2 separate regions of the Mus musculus genome follow, and region 2 is linked to region 1. A link is a contact called in public HiChIP or PLAC-seq data. All regions are on one chromosome and are shown on one strand. Each heading gives the region's core, a stretch centred on a gene start, on an enhancer-like site or on the middle of the called end of the contact. The rest is flanking DNA. Distances are from core to core; before and after follow the strand shown.

Region 1 (5,311 bases), core at 2,002-4,501:
ACCCGGTGCTGACTTCTGGCCTCCACACAGTACACACTGCCCGCCACTCATATATTACATACAACACATAAAAATACATAGTGAAAAATGTTGTTATTCTCTTATGTTAAGGGATGAGCTTCAATGATAATCACATCTGAGAGTTGCAGAGGCTCTTCAGAAGGGTGTGTGGGGGAGGGGGAGGGGGAGGGGTAGGCTGCTTCCAGTTGAGCCATCAGGGAAGTTATTATTAGGGAACTGCACTTGGGAAGGAATTCTGCTTTAACTTTTAAATCACCTTTTAATTGAAGCATAGCACAAATGAGCTGGGCGTGGTGGCGCATGCCTGTAATCCCAGAACTCAGGAGACAGAGACTGGAAGACTGGGAGTCCCCTGGCCAGCCTGACCTACATATCAAAATTGGTCTCAAAAACAAATAAACAAGCTAACCAACTAATACTTAAGCATGCACAAGTCCGTGGGTTGTGACAAAGTGCATATATACTGATTATGTGACAGGCACCTGTGTATGGGGGTACAGCCCTTCAGGGTGCTCCTGTGCCCTGTGGATCTTTCCAATCAGGACAGAATCTCACTAGGTGACTGCAGACAGAGAAGAAACACTTAGTCTAAGTCTCTGCGTGGATGTGGACACTGGTAGCCATGAGTGAAGAATGGGTCCCACGTAGTTTGCTTTGCATGCTAGGTGGAGAAAGAGCTTAGTTAGCTTTTATTCACAAGTTTTTAAAGAGTCCCTCTGTATGTTTCCACTTAGTCTTTCTTTTGTTTCTTCCTCTCTATTTACTAATTCCCCTCTTCTCTGTCCCCATTCTTCCTCCTCCTCTTCCTCCCCCTCTTCCTATTCTCCCTCTTTCTCCTCCTCCTCCTCCATCAGTGTCTTGCCATGTATCTGGCTTTGAGCTCACAATTTTTCAGCCTTAGTCATTCTGTGGCAATTTGAATATGTGGTCCCCATTTGGTCAGTTTGGGGAGGTCTTGCTGGAGGTAGCCTGTCATTGGGGACATGCCTGAGGTTTCGAAAGACTGGCCATTTTGAGTTAGCTCTTTGTTTCCCGTTTGTGGTTCAACAGGTGAATTCTCAGTTGCTGTTCAAGACATAAGTGTCTGCCTGCTGCCTCTGTTAGCATCATCATGGACTCTAACCCTCTGGAACCCTAATTCCCCAATAAACTATTTCTTCTATAAGTCACTTTGGCTTGATGTTTTACCAACAAATAAAATGTAACTAATACACCATCCTAAATGCTGGTTTACAAACATACACTGCCACCCTGAGATTCTACCTGAGGAGTTTAGAGCACAGGAGGTTACTGTGTCAGCCTTTTTGGTAATGGTTAGGATTTAAGTTTGCTTTCTGTTGTGAAACAAGTAGGGAAGAAAGGGTTTATTTGGCTTACGTGTAATTGTCCATCTTTGAGGGAGGTCAAGGCAGAAACTGAAGGCAAAAATCTGGAGGCAGGAACTGAAGCAGAGGCCATGGAGGAACTCTGCTTACTGGCTTGCTTCCAGACTTATATTTTCTACCTTATACAGCTCAGGCTTACCTGCCTAGGTATGACACTGCCCATCATAGGCCAGGCCCTCCCTCGTCAACTAGGAATCAAGAAAATGTCCCACGGACATGGTCACATGCTAAGATGACGGGGGCAGTCCTTCAACTGAGGTTGCCTCTTCCCAGGTGTGTCAGGTTGACAACCAAGATGAGCTATCAGTTAGTCACTTGCTGTGATGGGCAAGGTGAGAACTAGAAACTGGGACAACGGCCATCCGTCCAGGAAGTTTCCCTAGGAGTCCAGCATGAGATAATGCTGGCTTTCTCTGTTAGCAGTGAAGACAGAGGGAACCTGCCCCCACAAACAGCTGGATCACAGTCAGCCAAGTCAGACCAGCTGTGGATCTTCCGGGGGGGGGGGGGCGGGGGCGCAAGATTCCTTAAGTTTAACCAAGAGAAACTTTAGCCATTTTCCCATTCTCTCTCTCTCTCTCTCTCTCTCTCTCTCTCTCTCTCTGTCTGTCTGTCTCTCTCTCTCTGTTACTGACTTTCTGCTGAGGATCAATGGTCTCTGAACACTGTATCTTCAGGAGAGTTCTGAAGACTTCCTCACTTTTACAATAAAGACTAGAGCCACTCTAAGGGAAAGCTTTAGAAAGAACTGCCCTTAGAGACAAAAAGAGCCTTTGTGAGGAGTTCAGGCTGTTTGTCTTTCCATGTGTGTGAGAATTAACATTTTGCCGGGGAAAATCTCACTCCAAGGAAGATTTTTGAAGCCTCCTGTTGACATGACATTAGTAGTTGTTGTTTGACAGACAGTGTTCTTATCCCAGCCTTAAATAGTTTTTCTTGGTTCAGACTTCTGAGTCAGATGAGCTAATGCCTTGTGTACTTATGCCTGTTGTGTCTACAAAAAGAACAAAGCACTTTAAAAACATAATATTTTACATTTTTTGAGAATTTCATATACAATATATTTCAGTTATATTTATCTTCAACTTCTTCCAGTCCCTTTTGGTCAATTTCTTTTCTCACTTTTGGCTACAAGTGAAGTTTTATTGACGATACTCTGTTCCATCTTTTCCTCCACAGCAGTGCACTAACACTTAACCACGGAGGCCAGAAGAGAGCATCACCTCTCCTGGGACTGAGGATAAAGACATTTGGGAGCTGCCACGTAGGTCCTGAGACTCGAATCTCCGTCCTCCACAAGAACAGCCAGTGACCATAACTGCTAAGCTATCTCTCCAGCAGCACTGCGGAAACTGACCCCTAGTCTGTTAACTGTCCATCTGAAAAAGCAGCTCCCTTTTCTTACAGGCTTGTTGTTGGCCTCAGAGATCCCCATGTGTGTGGCGGTTAGACTTGTGGTCCTGGAGTCGTGTGTTCTCATGAAGATCCTGGATGGGAAGTTGCCCCTGCAAGCTGGTTTGTAGGTAGGTAAGCCGGGACCCGATAGGAGGAAGATATGTTTAGCCTATAATGGGCTCGCGAATGGGAAGAAGAGGGGAGCCTGGGGAGATAAGAACCGGTCTAGGCTGGATTTCTCTAACCTTAGACCACCCAAGTGTGCAGGAACCACAGGCCAGAAGCCGGCGCTGTGCCTCCGCTCACTGAGTAGCACAACTCTACACGCTGCATAGCTGAAGTTCCCCAACTTTTCCTCCAGAGGGGAGAGGAAGAGTGTTACGAAGTTTAAAAGGGAAGTCCCGCCCCCTTCCCGGTTTCCGATTGGTCAGAACCGACCCCACCCCAGCCAGGAGACGGGCCCGATTGGCTGCCGGAGGGACCCGGTTGAGCGAGGCCCCCGGGGCCCCAGGTGGCAGGTGGGGCGGGCCCCGCGCGCTCCGGGGCGTCAGCAGCTCCGGCTCTTGCCCTCGCAGCCCGCAATCTGGTGGGAACCCGGACCCTTGAGAGCCGTGGCCATGAAGAGCCTCAAGTCCCGACTGTGGAAGCAGGACGCGCCCGGCCCCACGTCACCCTCATCGCCCACCGCGGTGGCCAGCACGGTGAGCAGCTCCTGAGGCGGGGACCTCGGGGACCCTCTCTGTTGCGTCCCTCACGGCAGATCTGAGATTCGCGGAGAAGTCCTACGTCCCCTTCTCACTTTGACCTTTGCGGAGTACCCTATTCCCACTTGTTTCCTCGGGGGGACCCCCTCTCTGTCTTCCCGTGGTGCCATCCTGCTCTTCGCTTGTCCCATCGCGCTCGGCGCCCGCGATACCGGGGCCAGGTGGCTCCTGTCTTCCACCCGGTGCAGCCGGTGCGGACTCCGGACCCACCAGGCTCCGCGGCTTTCAGCCGTGCCTGAGTTGAGAGAGAGAAGTTATGTGTCCTCCGCTGAGGCTGTCACAGGGGAAGTCTGGTTCTCAGCCAGGCTGGGCGAGAATAGGGATCTCTCGAATGCAGACAAAGCCCCGCTTGTGTTTGACCCTGGAGATGGCGAAGTCGGGAAGGTGATTGTCCTGTTGGCAGAGTAAATCCCAGGTGGGGCAGGTGGGTGCGTAACGTGGGTGCCGAGCTGAAGCCTGGCCTCGGTGTGCGGCGGGAGAGAAGCGGAGTTGTGAGGCTTCTCTGTAAGTTGGCAGAGAGAGCAGAAATCTTGGGAAACATCCTGACTGCAGATGTTGGAACTTGGATAATTTGGCAGGTTAGAATGGCCGTCTCATCAAAATTCTGCTATTAAGGAAGTTCTATTTTAAAAGTCTTGCAGAGTCAAACACAGAGGAAATGGAATGTGCAAATTGCCCGATGTTCGTAATTAAAATGGACTTTTATAATTTTATACAGATTTTAGTTAGGGGTTATATGCTTTCTATGAGAATACAAATTCATTTGTGCCTGGTTTTGAATTTATTCAGATCGGTGTCTTTCTGAAGGATTACCTTTAGTAGTAGTTTAGTTGGCCTTCAAGGAAACTGGCGAAACTAGACTTAAAAAAAATAAGTAGAGCCGGGCGTAGTGGCGCACGCCTTTAATCCCAGCACTGGGGAGGCAGAGGCAGGCGGATTTCTGAGTTCGAGTCCAGCCTGGTCTACAGAGTGAGTTCCAGGACAGCCAGGGCTATACAGAGAAACCCTGTCTCGACAAAAACAAAAACAAAAAAGTTGAAAAAATGATTTGGAGTCTGGGTGTGGTGATGCTTGTCTGTAATCCCAGCATTTGGGTGGCAGAGGCAGAAGGATCACGAATTCAAGGCCAGTCTGGGCTATGTAGGGAGTTGGAGTCCAGTCTGGGTTATATGAAAGCGTGACTCAAAACCAGGCAAACAAACAAACAAACAAAGTGGGATTGTGTGGGGCAGAGAAAGAAATGACAGTAGATTCGGACAGCAGGCTTGCTCTTTGATGTTTGACCACGCCTGAATTTGTTTGGTAAAGTCATGGGGAAAAGGTTTTCTTTTGCTTGGCTTAAAAAAAAATATTTGTCAGAAAAACATAGTGTTTTGGGGTAGCCATGGTTACAGATCAGCATCTTCCCCATTCCCTAGCAGAAGATCTGCCTTTCTCCAGACTTGCAGCTGAATTTCTCCTGGAGGAAGCCCTGAGGTTGTAGCTGCTGCTGCTGCTGCTGCTGGATTCAGTATGCGCCGCGTTGGCTTGACACGCATGAGTCTCTCTTGAGTTTGTCTTCAGTACACACTAAACTGAGCATTTTGCCATTTCTCAAAATAACACCCTAACAGTTAAAATGCGTGGTGCAAAAACTGTTCTTTCCGAAGCAACACACACTTCTCAGTTTGTTAAGGTGCAGAATATATTCCGTGGGGTTTTTTTTTTTTTTTTTTTAAATGAAAGGGGCTAGCTAAACCAGCCACG
Region 2 (5,311 bases), core at 1,755-4,254, 500 kb after region 1:
CAGCAGGTAAAGCTGCTTACCGCCAAGCTGGAGGAGCTGAGTTCAGTCCTAGGGAGCCACATGATGCAGGGAGAGAACTGAACCCTGCAAGCTGTCCTTAAACCTCCACACCTGCCTCGGTATACATATGCGCATGCACACACATACACTAAAAAATAAATAAATAAATAAACAAACAAACAAACAAATAAATAAATGTAATACTTAAAAAAAAAAGATTGGCTAGAGTGGTAGTTGCTAAAAGAGACAGCCATGAGCAAAACAGCTGGATGGTTAGTCAATACACATCGAAAATAATTCCTACAGAATTATTTTCTGAGCTATGCAGGCAAGCACAGCTGCAGTCAGAGAAGAGATACAAGGGCTTGCTCTGTTGGAGGACCAAAGACATCACATTCTACCCTCACGGCCTGTAAATGTGGTATCACCTAGAGAAAGGCCTGCTACAAATATAATTAAGAGGAGGCCTGGAGGCAGGATGATCCAGGATTATCAGGGTGAGTGTGAAGCTAAAGTGGCCACAAGTATGCAGACAGAGGGAGGCTGGATAAGCAGACACCAGCAGAGGAGCCGATGTGAAGAGAGATGGAGAGAGATCTGAAGGTACTGGTGCTGAAGATGAAGTGACAAGGCCACAAACCAAGGGTCACCTGCATCCACCTGGATGTGGAAGAGGCAAGGAATGAATTGTCACCTGGAGAGAGCTTTGCAAAGCCACCTTGGTCTTAGCCCAGGGACACTGATGTTGGCTTTGTGACCTCTAAAAACTGTAGAGAAGGTAGATTTCCGTGCTTTAAAACTACCACGTTCATAGAGCTTGTTATAGCAATCACAAAAGACCCAGGCAGGTCCCTGGAGGCTAGCCCATTTTAATATGGCTCAGAGACACCAAAAGACACACAGTGTTCTAGAGTTTTGGCCAAGGCCACACCCAAGTCTTCAGGCCCCTGTACCACACTGTGTTTCTTCCTTGTCATGCTGAGACCCAGAGAGACCAAGATGGGGATGATCCCAGTTCCCATGGAAACCTACAGCTCCCCTGGAGTGGTCATCACTGCCCCCAGGCTGGATGGTCTCCTGTCAACTGGGTCCCATGCTAGGTTCTATGGGAAAGAGTTGGTGAATAGACAATCAATTGGATTAGGCCAGGGAGTGGCAGGAAGCATCAGGCCATCCCGTGAGTGTGTGTGTGTGTGTGTGTGTGTGTGTGTATGTGTGTGTTTATTAAGGCCAGAGGTTAAGTTTGAATGTCACTCCTTATAAGCCAAGCTGCCTAGCCAGTTGGCCCCATGGTCAGCCTATCTCTGCCTCCCTAACCCTGGGCTTACAAGTGTATTTATTTTCTAGGGGTTCTGGGGATCAAACTCATGCTCTTTTGCACAAGGCCTCATGCTGAAATGTGGTTGTTGCTGTGGAGGTATTAGAAGGTGAGCCTTAAGACAGGGGTGAGTGGTCAAAAAGAGATGAATGTCTTTCTCCCTGGACCGGACTCATTTTCCAGAAAGCCAGCCGTTGCAAGCAAGTCTGCTTCATTGGTTCTGTCCCTTCTACAGGTGTCTGCTCACAACCACCACATGGCTCAGCTGCACGTGGCTGCCCAGTTCTGAGCTTCCAGCTTCCAGGATTATAACTTAAGTAAACGTTTTTCTTTATAAATTCTCCAGTCTCAGATAGTCTGTTACAGCAACATCTAGATAACTGCGACACCCTTGTCTTGCTCTGAAATGAAGTGCAGGCTGCTCCAGAGAGGCAAAAGCAGCCAGGGCAGGAATTCAAAGACACAAGAGTTGCAGGTTGCCCACCTGCTACACATGTGAGCAGGGTGTTTCTGGATGGCATGTGGAACACGTGACTCTTCCACCCTCTGAGCCACCTCACTTGCCTCCTACCTTCTGTTTTGAGAAGCAGTCACTTGTCCAGAGGCCAAAGGCAGCACTGATCTCTTTGTTACAGCCCTGTTAAAAGAGGAGCCAGGTGTGAGTGCGCACACCTTTAATCCCAGCCCTTGGGAGGCAGAGCTGGTGGATTTCTGAGTTGGAAGCTAGCCTGGACTATAGAGTGAATTCCAGGACAGCCAGACTGCATAAAGAGACCCTGTCTCCAAAAAAAAAAAAAAAATGCCATTAAAATATAAGATTTAAATAACTTTAATTATAAAACCACCGTTTTTGCATCTTTTACAGAGAAGATTAAGAGACAGAAACTTCTTTTTTTTTTTTTTTACACATGTCATTTGCTGTCTCTCCCACCAAAGCTGGGGACGTGGTTCAGTTAGTAGAGTTCTCGCCTTTTATCCATGAGTCCTTGGGTTCAATCCCCAGGACTACATAAACCAGTCATGATAGCACATGCCTGTAATTCAGTCTTTGAGGAAGAGGAGGAGGCAGGAGGATTAGAAGTTCAGGCTGATTCCATTCTCAGCTACTCAGAAGTTTGAGGCCAGCCTGGGGGGAGGGGAGCACTTAGCCACACTCCCAGCAGGCAGCTCAGGGTAGTCTGTGGAACAGTCCTGAGCACTGCAGGAAACCCAGGCCTTTCTGACCTCCCTGGCTACAGCCACACCTGCTCCATTGAATGCCCACATGGCCACCTGTTCCCGCTGACATCCCCCCCTCAGCTACGGCTGCTCCACCGGCCCTTTGTCCCAGATTTTCCTTCTACATGAGGCCTTTAATCTTTGCAGGGTTTTTTTTCCTCCCTTAACATCCCTGATTCTCTTGTGAAATGCAAATTAATTAGCGTCTAATTACTCACTCATCCCTGAGTCTGTAGCCTTCTCTGTCAGGTTTCTGTTGAACATCTCTCTCATCAGCCGAGAACACAGCCCATTAGGAACAATGTAGTTTAGGAGAGGCAGGCGGCCCCTCCCCCTGCCTCTCAGGCTTTGTCAGAAACCATTTAAGCAGAAGGTTCCAGAAGCACACCCATTCCGACTAGAGGGGGTGACCCCACCTACCACTCACTTCAGTCACCAGCATCATTTCAGGGAACCGATTGTGGATTGTGCCTGGGGCTGCCCTAGGCCAAAATAGGAAAGCCAGGCTCTCGCCTCAGGGAGGCTGCCCATTGGGGAGCCAAGATCTCAGTGTGTGAAACTGCCTGTGCCCTCCCTGCCAGCTGGGGAGGAAATGTGGAGCATGCCCAGGGACACAGTGTAGTCTTTCGACCCAGACGGCTGAGTTTTAGTTTAGGAGGAGGTGGCGGCCAGCCTTGGCCCACAGTCTTCCTGAAGCCAATCTAAAGACAGAACATGGGGTTAACTCACCAACTCTCTGGAAGACCTACAGTCTGGGTCCCTCAGAAGAGGATGGGCTCAGCATGGGAGACTGAACCCAATAGGGGTTTTGCTGGGTATGGGTGGCTTGATGTGTGAATATGTGTGCATGTGTGTGAGTGAGTACATGTGAATATGTATGTATACATGTCCTCTGTGGAAGCCAGAGGTCATTGCACAGGAACCCCTCTACCTTGTTCTTTGGATCAAGATCTCTCACTAGTCTTGAACTTGCAAACTCTGCTAGGCTGTTCCAAGGATCTTCTCTCCATCTTCCCGGCACTGAGATTAAAGATGTGTAACACCATAGTTGCCTTTACCAGGGTGCTGGGGATCGAACCCAGGTCCTCATACTTTCACAGCCAACACTCCTGCCCTGAACCTCTCTGAGTGAGTACTGTTCTTAACCTCTGGTGACTGTTGCTCTCTTTCTTGGAAGGTGCTTTGAAACTGTATAAGCTGGGCCTGTTGAGAACACCTAGCCCCAAACCTCCACACTTCTGATGAGTATGGAGAGATGGCTAGGATTCAGAGGAAGGGGACCTCCTGGGAAAAAACACCCCTCCCAAATTCTGCCTTGAAGGGACTGCCACCCATACCTGTCCCCTCCTACCATCTCACTGGGACCCATGCAAGGAGTAGCTCATAGAGTTCTGTTGGCCTCAGGTTGTCTGGCTCTCCTCTGCCTTAGAACAACAGGTCAAAGCCTGACCAGGGGTTAGATGTCCTGATTCCCAGTTCATTGCTTTCCTAAGATGCCAAGCAGTTCCCCTGAAGCTGAGGGAAAGCGGCAGACCTGGCTGCTCTTGGCCGATGGAGAGCAACTCTGCCTCCACACTCTCTGCCTCCAGTGGTCTAGCATCCAGGTCATTGGACCAGCATCCATAAACTGATGGAGAGGAATGATTCTGGGGGGGGGGGGGGGGGGAACAGACACATTCCTGGGAGAAAGTCCCCGTCTCTGTAGCTGAGAACTGAGGAAGAACACTTCAGTGGCTGAGGCGGGAGACAAGCCAAGTGGGAAGCAAAGGCTTCAATAGCCAGAGTGGGCCCTGGGAATGATATTCAGCGCTGCAGCAGAGGGTAGGGACTGTGGCCTAGCTGGCCCTCGGCCATGTGCTCCAGGGATTGCTCCTGGACCTCCCTAAGCTGGGAAAAACCCAGCTAGTATTTCTCAAGGTGGCCCTTGAGTCATAGCCCTGCGCTGCCAGGTCAGCCCTGGGAGAAAACACCTTTCCCATACTTGGCCCAGACCCTGGCTTGAGGGGACTGCTACTCACACCTGTCCCCTCCTATCACTTCACTGGGACCTGGGCAGGAAGTAGTTCCTATAGTTCTGTTGGCTTCAGGACATCTAGTTCTCTTCTGCCTCACAGACAGGTCACCAGGTCACCCTGCTTGGCTGAGGCTCCTCTGGTGCTCAAGTCACTTAGCAAGCACCGGCTCTATCCCCTGAGCCCTGTAGTTCCCTCCAGAAGCCCGAATACAACCCCATTTCTCACTTACACCCCACGCACATACACACACCCATCACCCAGAGCATCACTGAAGTTCATCTGAGAAGCACCCCGCCACTGGTCAGGGTACTGACAGATTTCGATGGGCCTGATGGTCAGGACCTTTGCAAGCAACAGAGCCTCGGAAACACGGGTTCAATGTGGGCTACACTGGCTGGCAAGAGGTCACTCTTCAACAGAGTGCTGAAGGGTTGGCAGAGGTATTTCACTTGTGAGCCCTAGGAGGCCTTGCTATGAAGCATGTGGCATCTGAGCTGGTCCTGGAAGATGGGATAAGGTAGAAAATCCAGGCTCAGAACATCTTGAGAGCATGACATAAAGCAAGGCGGTCCAAGACTAGCATACCAGAAAGAAACCATTATTGACTATAATCGTGGGAGCCTGGGATAGGAGTGTTAACTCACTTTCCACTGTTTATTTAGCTTACAATTCTCACTCTTCTTAAAAAAGTCCAGACCTACCTGCCTAAGGATCGTGCCGCCCACAGTGGACTGAGGCCTCCTACGTCAATTAACCACTA

Evidence for each region. HiChIP or PLAC-seq counts read pairs in DNA pulled down with a chosen protein or histone mark.
Region 2: a contact with region 1 is called in a FOXA1 HiChIP or PLAC-seq map of pancreatic cancer cells. The contact joins the promoter of B930092H01Rik here to the promoter of Uaca in region 1. A contact is called at or near these places in 2 of 115 datasets of contacts at active chromatin or transcription factors (extraembryonic endoderm stem cells and pancreatic cancer cells) and 1 of 9 other capture datasets (pancreatic islet).

The regions. Positions count from the first base shown.
Region 1 is chr9:60,791,191-60,796,501 of GRCm38.p6, forward strand. It overlaps Uaca (uveal autoantigen with coiled-coil domains and ankyrin repeats), which reads left to right and starts at 3,252. Exons shown (of 19, transcript NM_028283.3): 1 at 3,252-3,502. The coding sequence starts at 3,419.
Region 2 is chr9:61,290,805-61,296,115 of GRCm38.p6, forward strand. It overlaps B930092H01Rik (RIKEN cDNA B930092H01 gene), which reads right to left and starts at 3,005. Exons shown (of 5, transcript NR_045334.1): 1 at 2,964-3,005; 2 at 1,890-1,955.